Linked DNA regions of Ovis aries: region 2 is linked to region 1. A link is a contact called in public Hi-C data. All regions are on one chromosome and are shown on one strand. Each heading gives the region's core, a stretch centred on a gene start, on an enhancer-like site or on the middle of the called end of the contact. The rest is flanking DNA. Distances are from core to core; before and after follow the strand shown.

Evidence for each region. Hi-C and Micro-C count contacts between places; a contact is called where the count stands out from the background.
Region 2: a Hi-C map of tail adipose tissue shows a contact between it and region 1, with 2.7 times the contacts expected there. The contact joins the promoter of CFAP100 here to the promoter of ZXDC in region 1. A contact is called at or near these places in 2 of 16 Hi-C or Micro-C datasets (muscle and tail adipose tissue).

What each region holds. Positions count from the first base shown.
Region 1 is chr19:60,382,135-60,386,237 of ARS-UI_Ramb_v3.0, forward strand. ZXDC (ZXD family zinc finger C) reads left to right here and starts at 1,834. Exons shown (of 11, transcript XM_042236481.2): 1 at 1,834-2,729. The coding sequence starts at 1,874.
Region 2 is chr19:60,529,412-60,533,514 of ARS-UI_Ramb_v3.0, forward strand. CFAP100 (cilia and flagella associated protein 100) reads left to right here and starts at 1,956. Exons shown (of 17, transcript XM_042236489.1): 1 at 1,956-1,998; 2 at 2,367-2,477; 3 at 2,832-2,939. The coding sequence starts at 2,891.

The sequences.
Region 1 (4,103 bases), core at 584-3,083:
CAAATTTCCGCCCATTTTATGGGTTATGTTTTCACTTTTTTGTTCCTGTTCTTAACTCAAATTTTTTAATTTTCACGAAGCCCAGTTTGCTTCTTTGTGCTTTTGTTTTCACATCTGAGAAGCCATTCCCTCATCCAAGGCCACAGAGATCTACAGTTATGCTTTCTTCTGGCCATTTTATAGTTACAGCTGTTAGGTTAGACCTGGGATCCACTTTGACTTCCTTTTTGTGTCTGGCACCTGGCAGAGGTACAAACCCTCTCTGCTGTGTGTGACTAGTCAGCGATCCCAGCATTATTTACTGAAAAGACTGTTGCCTTTATTGAATGGTATTCAGTTCAGTTGCTCAGTCGTGTCTGACTCTTTGCGACCCCATGAATCGCAGCACACCAGGCCTCCCTGTCCATCACCAACTCCTGGAGTTCACTCAGACTCACGTCCATCGAGTCCGTGATGCCATCCAGCCATCTCATCCTCGGTCGTCCCCTTCTCCTCCTGCCCCCAATCCCTCCCAGCATCAGAGTCTTTTCCAAGGAGTCAACTCTTCACATGAGGTGGCCAAAGTACTGGAGTTTCAGCTTTAGCATCATTCCTTCCAAAGAAATCCCAGGGCTGATCTCCTTCAGAATGGACTGGTTGGATCTCCTTGCAGTCCAAGGGACTCTCAAGAGTCTTCTCCAACACCACAGTTCAAAAGCATCAATTCTCCAGCACTCAGCCTTCTTCACAGTCCAACTCTCACATCCATACATGACCACAGGAAAACCATAGCCTTGACTAGACGGACTTTAGTTGGCCAAGTAATGTCTCTGCTTTTGAATACGCTGTCTAGATTGGTCAAAGCTTTTCTTCCAAGGAGTAAGCGTCTTTTAATTTCATGGCTGCAGTCACCATCTGCAGTGATCTTGGAGCCCCCCAAAATAAAGTCTGACACTGTTTCTACTGTTTCCCCATCTATTTCCCATGAAGTGATGGGACCGGATGCCATGATCTTCGTTTTCTGAATGTTGGGCTTTAAGCCAACTTTTTATTCTCCACTTTCACTTTCAAGAGGCTCTTGGTATTGGAGCAATTTATTTTTGGCACAAACGTAGATATAGATGTAGTCCAAGGGACTCTCAAGAGTCTTCTCTAACACCACAGTTCAAAAGCATATGTAGGTGTGTTTCTTATTCTTTTCAATATTGTTGACCTACTTTTGGGGAGGGTGCTGCACCTTGGGGTTTGGGGGATCTAAGTTCCCTGACCAGCTGTGGAAACGGAGTCCTAATCGCGGGAACTCCCGAAGTCCCTTATTCTTAAGGTGCTTTTTAATAATAAAGCGGTCACCAACGCATCACACGTTGGCAGAGTCTCCAGTGCTGGCCTCGGGGCTGAGCTGTGGAGGGCTCCCCAGAGTCTCCGTCCGCACGGGCCGCACAGCAAAAGGGACACCAGGGCGCCGTGGACACAGACCCTGCGTGGATCCCGCAGCAGCGGGGGGCGGTGGGGTGGCGGCAGGACGTCCGGCGAGGGAAGCGGGGGCCGGCCGGGCCGCTCAGGGAGGCGGCGCGGCGGCAGCGGGGTCATCGCCCTAGACGCGTCGGGTTGGACGACAAGCCAGGCGGCAGGCCCGCCCTCAGCGAGTGGCCGCCGGACAGCCCCGCCCCTCCAAGCAGGCTCCACCCCCATGTGACGTCACGCGCCCGCCGGGCCCTGGGCGCCGCCCGCCGCCCGCGCATGCGCGCCTGGGGCGCTCCGCCGCGCGCTTGGGCGCTGACCAGCCTGCGTCGCGCACGGCGTCGCGCGGCGGCCAGCCTGCGTCGCGCTCGGCGGGCGTGCGTGCGGGGCGGTGCTTCCGGCGAGGCGGTGGCTGGATGCGCCGCGGCCCAAGATGGACGCGCCGGCGCTGCTTGCCGCCGCGGCCCCGGACGCGCTCGGGCCCCCACTCGGCGGTGGCCCCGGTCGGCCCCGCAGAGCCCCGGGCCCCGCGCGCCGCCGCCTGCTGCTGCTGAGGGAGCCCGAGGGCGGCGCGCGGGGCCCGCGCTGCGGGGAGGCCGGGCCGCCGGCCGCCGGCGGCGGCGAGTCTCTGGTGGTGCTGCTGGACGTGGCGCGCGGCGCGGCCGCGGCCCCGGGGCGGCGGGAGCCGGAGCCCGAGCCCCGCGCCGCCTCGAGCCTGGCCGGCCGCCTCGCGCAGGCCCCCGGCGCCGCGCCCCTCGGGGGCCCCGGGGCCGCTGGCCCGCAGGACCTGCTGGTGCGCCTGGAGCGCGGCGTCCTCGCGCTGGCCGCGCCGTCCCGGGGCCCGGCCCCCGGCCAGGAGGCCGGCAGCCCGGCCGAGGCCCGCCGCGCGCCCGCCGGGCCCGGCTACCGATGCCCCGAGCCGCAGTGCGCGCTCGCCTTCGCCAAGAAGCACCAGCTCCAGGTGCACCTGCTCACGCACGGCAGCGGCCAGGGCCGGCGGCCCTTCAAGTGCCCGCTGGACGGCTGCGGCTGGGCCTTCACCACGTCCTACAAGCTCAAGCGGCACCTGCAGTCGCACGACAAGCTGCGGCCGTTCGGCTGCCCAGTGGGCGGCTGCGGCAAGAAGTTCACCACCGTGTACAACCTCAAGGCGCACATGAAGGCGCACGAGCAGGAGAGCCTGTTCAAGTGCGAGGTGTGCGCCGAGCGCTTCCCCACGCACGCCAAGCTCAGCTCGCACCAGCGCAGCCACTTCGAGCCCGAGAGGCCCTACAAGTGCGACTTTCCCGGTGAGCGGCGCGGGCGGGGCGCGGTGTCTCCTCTCCTCCCGACCGGGGGTCGCGGCGGCTCCCGGACCCCGCTTGGCTGCGAAGTAGCTCAGGGAATCTCGGAGCCCTCCCCCGGGTGCGGGTGCGTCCGATGAGCGAGACCACAAGGCGTCTTCCCACCGACGGAGCCGGAGGGAGGTCTAGTCACTGGGAAACGCTCAGTCCGGCTTGCGGGCGCGCACCCCGGGCTGTAGGAACGCTGGGCCGCCGCGCAGCCGGGGCGAGACATTAGGGCGCCCCAGGGGATCATCGCCCGGTGCGGCGCATCCACTTTTTATGTTGTTAAAACTTTTGTTTCGTTTGAACTTCATGGTTGTATGAAGTTCTGAAACTCGTCTTCATCTTCAGATGGAGACTCCCGGCGAGGTGGGTTCGGTGGGTGAGTGTCCATGGACTCTCCGCCCGGATAGGCGGCTCCAGCAGCGGAGGGCATGTCCCTGCGAAGGAGAGGCTGGGGGGCCGGGGCCGGCCGCGGAGCCAAGGCAGGGAATGCGGGCAGGTGGGAGGCTTCTGGAGGGCCTTCCTTAAAAGAGAAGCTGGCGTGTGCGCCGGGCGATTGGTTGATGTGTTGTGGACCGGGAGTCCGCTCCGCATAGTGTCTGGGTTACCGACGTGTACTGGAATGAGGGATTCTGAAAGGGCGGAAGAAATGCCAGATGTTGGGGAATTCTCTCTGATCTTCCCCTGGGCCTATCCTGTGCACCCCGTCTCCGTGGAGAGCCTGGTTGGAGAGCACTCTCTGTCCCGCACTCGGCACCTGAGGACTGCTTACAGACCGCTCTAGTGAAACGCTCAGAGGGCGTCCTTCTGAGCACAGTGCTAGCAGGATCAGGAACCCACCTGCTTTGGGCACGGGGTCACCCTGGGGGTTTTGAGGTGAATGATCTGTGGGGAGTCTGTCCCCGGTGGGCGGAAGAGGGAGAGGGACCCGTGGAGTGTTCCAGGCCGCAGGGGCCTGAGGGCTGACCCAGGTGGAGGCTGTGGGCTGCTGAGCTGCTCCAGCTGGGGAGGATTGAGGCACTGGGTCCGGGGGCTTCTCTGTCGGTTGGGGGAGGGTGTGTCTTGCTGAGGCAGACTCCAACTTTGCTTGTTCAGATGTGTCTACCTGACGGAGGGGCGACCCAAAGTGAGGAGTGGCCAGGGCCGCTGGGGAGAGACAGATGTGTGCGTGAGGAGGAGTGGGGGGCGCTTGGGGAGATGAGCTTTTCCCTGCTCATTGTCACTGGGGAGAGGAGGGGCGCCGGGCTCTGCACCCGTGGCGGCCCCAGGAGGGCTTGAGAGGGGCCATAGCGCCCACTGCTCACGGGCATCTTGCAGCCTCTTGGGTCTGCCGGC
Region 2 (4,103 bases), core at 706-3,205, 150 kb after region 1:
AGAAACTAACTGTGTGCTGCCCGCAAGATGTGGCCCCCAGAGTGGACAGAACCAGAGGGTGATGAAGCTGACCCCAGGTTACCTCACAGTCGGAAGAATGTCCACACGCTGATCATGGCCTCCACAGCCCTCTGCCCTGGCATAGCCCCCCTCCTACGTGATCTCCAGGCAAAACCCAGGGCTTGAGTTGAGTCTTGGACATAAGTCCACCGTCTCCCCAAGACTGCCAGTTTCCCCAATAAAACCATCTTTCCTGTTACCTAACACTTGTCCCTCATTATCGATTTCTTGATCGACCTGCAGCTGAACCCGAGTTTGCTAACAGTAGGAGTTTGACATCAGAATAAAGGTCATTCCAAAAAATGGGGCACTAGAAGCCCAGGCACAGAGTCGGTTTTGTAGGAGTGGCCTGAGACCTGCTGCCATGGGAACATACCAGCTCCTGTCCACTCGCTGGACCACCTGGGCCTCTGACAACCCCCCCTGCTGGGCTGGGGACCCCTTCTTAGGAGCCCCCACTTCCTTCCTGCCTCTCTTGCAGTCAGGATGGAGGTGGGCCCCTCAGGCTCCTGCCTATCAGACATAGAGGCAGGCAGGTGACCCAGGTTCTGCAGGTCAGAAACACACATCAGGACCCTCTCACGGCCAGGGTCACACCTGCTGCCCGCCTTGGGCTCACTCCTGACACCACCATCTGGGGGTGTAGCTGGCTTCCACCCCCTGCAGACTCAGGGAGCCCCCCTGCCCTTTTCATTTTTAATTGGCTACTGTTGATTTCCATATCTGTTCTCAAGAGCTCTGACTGTCACCCCTTCTTTCAGAAGGAAATCAGCTCACAAGTTGTTAACAAAGGGTTGGCTTTTCTCCTTTTGAGATGGATATTTTCCAGACTCCTAAAGTCTAGTTGGAACTCATGGTGCCTGAGATGAACCCTCTCAGAACAGCGTGCTGTCCTACTCAGTCACCGGCTCATACAGTCCGAACTGTAGGCGGGGGCCCAGGGAGGCAGACTCAGGCCAGCAGCTGGGTCATTGGGACTGTAAGGCTCCCCCCACTTTGGGCAGACCCAGAACAGACCAAAGAACTGCTCCTGCCTCGGGCAGAGCCGGGAGTTGCTGGGACTCACTGGTTCCGCAGTACTGGCCTGTGGATTGTCTGGAGGTCCCCAGTGGCACCTAAATGCCTTATGTGTGATAGTCACTCAGTCCAGTCCGACTCTTTGCGGCCCCATGGACTGTAGCTTGCCAGACGCCCCTGCCCATGGGGTTCTCTAGGCAAGAATACTGGAGTGGGTAGCCACTGAGCCACCCTTGTCGATCTATAAATCCCTGAGATGAGATGTGTGGGCAGAACTGATGGACACGGTCAAATCTCAAGGAGGGGCCTCCTGCTGTTTTGGGGGATAGGGGACCTGGCGGGGTGGGGTGGGCGCGGGGGGGTGAGTCTCGGCGATTGAGCGCGGACCCCTCCCTGTTTACTGACAGGCGTGCCACCCTGCCTTCATCATGGGTCACACGCAGCCTGTGCAGCAGCGGATCGCCACTCGAGTCAGCACCGAAGTCATCTTCGCCGGGCGGGCTTGTCGGCGCCCAGGTCGCCGGGCCCTGCAGAATGTTTGCTTCTGCAACTAGTCCCCAGCACGCGGGATGCTGCGGCCCGGGGCCACAATTGTCAGCCGCCCCTCTAGACTGTAAGGTTCACTCGGCAGGAAGAGGCAGGTAGGTGGTGCAGGTGAAAAAATCAATCAGGAGAAGGACGGAAACAGCAAGAGGGGTGCAGGCTGGGAAGGAAGCCCGCGCGAGCTGGGCAGGGCGAGTCCTCTTACAGCGCAGCCCCGCCGCGGCGCGGGCGCAGTGGGGAGGCCGGAGCCTTTGTGACGTCACAGCCCCGCCCGCCGGGAGAATGGTTGCCATGGCGACGTAAACCGAAGGCCTGGGCTCGCGGAGCCCCGGGGCAGCAGCTCAGAGGCTTCGGAGAGAGCGCCGGCGTGCGGAGCGGGTGGGTGCGCTAGGGATCTGGGTGGGAGCCACGGGCGGGGTCGGGGCGGACACCTCGCGCGCCCCCCCTGTCGCAAGGCTCCCTGTTCCTTACTCATCCCATAGCCAGCCGTCTAGCAACCCCTCTTCCCTCCGGGCCCATGCACCCTCGCCACACGCCCGGACGGGCCAGACGTGGGTGTGGGGAGGCCCGGCCCTGCTGCAAGCCGAGTACCTCGCTTCCTTTCGTGGAGGCTGCAGCAGGCATGCGGCTGGAAGGGTGCAAGCTTTGGAGTCAAGGAACCCTGGGCGGGAGTCCCAGCCTCGGCCTCTCCTGGAGGTGTGACTTTGGCCAGTTTGCTACTTTGTTTCCTCCTCTGCAAAATGCAGACTAGCTCCGCAAATAGTGAGAAAAAGCGCCGCGGTGGGGCGGAACGCCTGATGAGCCACCAATCAGCGCCTCCTCTGGTCCTCAGGGAGCTTACGTTCTAGGGGAACTAGGTAATCGACCGTTGTTAGAGGGATACATCAGCTATTGAAAACCGGTCAAAGGGAAGAGGATGGGGTGGTGGGAAGATGCTTCTGGGGAGGGGCGGGCCTGAGTGCTGGTCGAGGGTGGGAGGGGCCAAGGCTCGGGCTGGCCGTGGGTGGGTGGCTCTGTGAGCGGGACTAGCCCTGGGAGGCTGGAACCACGCGGGGAGAGGAGGGAGGCGCGGCGGGTCGGAGCTGCAAGTGTACTCCTCGTGGTGAGCCTTGGGTAGGTGCCCGCTGTTCTCAGCAGCCGTCGGCGGAGGGCGGGCCGCGGGCTGCGGGCTGCGGGCTGGACCCACCGGCTCAGGCGCTGTCTCTCCCCAGGTTGGGAGTCTCCTCTACCGACGTCAGGCTTCTCAGTGCACGCTTCCTCCTCGGCGCCGATGTCCGAGAACCTGCCTCCTGTGGTCTCCAAGAGCGTAACTTTCAACAGTAAGTGGTGGGCTGGGGAGGGCTTGCGCAGCGTCTGAGGCAGCCTTGAGAGGCCTGGGGCGGCGGAATCAAGGTGGAACCAAGGCGACGATTCTAAGCCAGGCCACGGTCCAGAAATCACAGGCTTTGCCAAGTTCCCTAGAAACTCCGTGCTGTAATCCCTAGGGCTGCTCTAGCCAAGCCCCACCCCAGCCTGGGGCTTAACCCCCAGAGTTTATTGTTTCACAGCTGCTGGGACCAGGAGTCCCGGGCAGGGATGCTTCCGTTCTGAGGCGGGAGGGGACCCTGCGCCCTGTGCCTCCCGGATTCTGGCGGTTTGCTCGCGACCTCTGGTGGTGTCTGGCTGGTAGAAGCGTCACCGCGGTCTCTGCCTTCATCTTCGCTCCATCCTCACGTTCTACGTGCGTGTTCCATCATTTCCCCTTCTTATTAAGGCTGTGCACACTCGCCCAGCGTGACCTCACTGGAGGTACATCTGCAGCCACTCTCTTTTCAAACAGGGTCACAGGCTATGGTGCTGGGCGTTGGGACTTCAGATCTTCAAAAGCATTCATTTGAGAGGGGAACACAGTTCACCCCAAGACAGGCCTTGAGGAGGGTGCCACAGTGGAGGTGGGGCTCGCTCAGCCTTCCTGCAGCCTCAGCTGCTGGCCAGCACCCCCCACCCCCCTGCGCTGGAGGCCTGCACCTCCTCCCCAGGGCTCCTGCTGAGGGGTAGAACTGGCCACACACCCTCTGTTTTGGTTTGCTGGTCCTGAGCTTCTGATTCCAAAGGGTGTTGAGAGCCCCCAAGTGAAACCCCACCTGCTTGGAGGCTCCGCTGTGTTCTCTTTCCCTGCAAGCCTGATGCCTGCTGTGCTCACACCTTGCACACATCCACAGAAATGCACGCACAGCCTGTCCTTTTCTCACACCAATGGCCACACAACAGAAACGCTCCCTGTGCCTTCTTCCCCATTAACCCAGATGCTGTGCAGACTGCTCCTTATCAAACCTCGAGCTGCCGTAAACCTTTAGTGCTTCCAGCAGAGGCGCTTCCGTGTGTGCGGGTCCAGTCTCTGTTGGAGGCTGCTGTCCACGGCTGTCCCTGTTACACTGTGTAACGGTGTACCCCTTCCCTCTTTCTCATCCGTTCTGCTCCGGAGTAAACTGAGAAATGAAGAA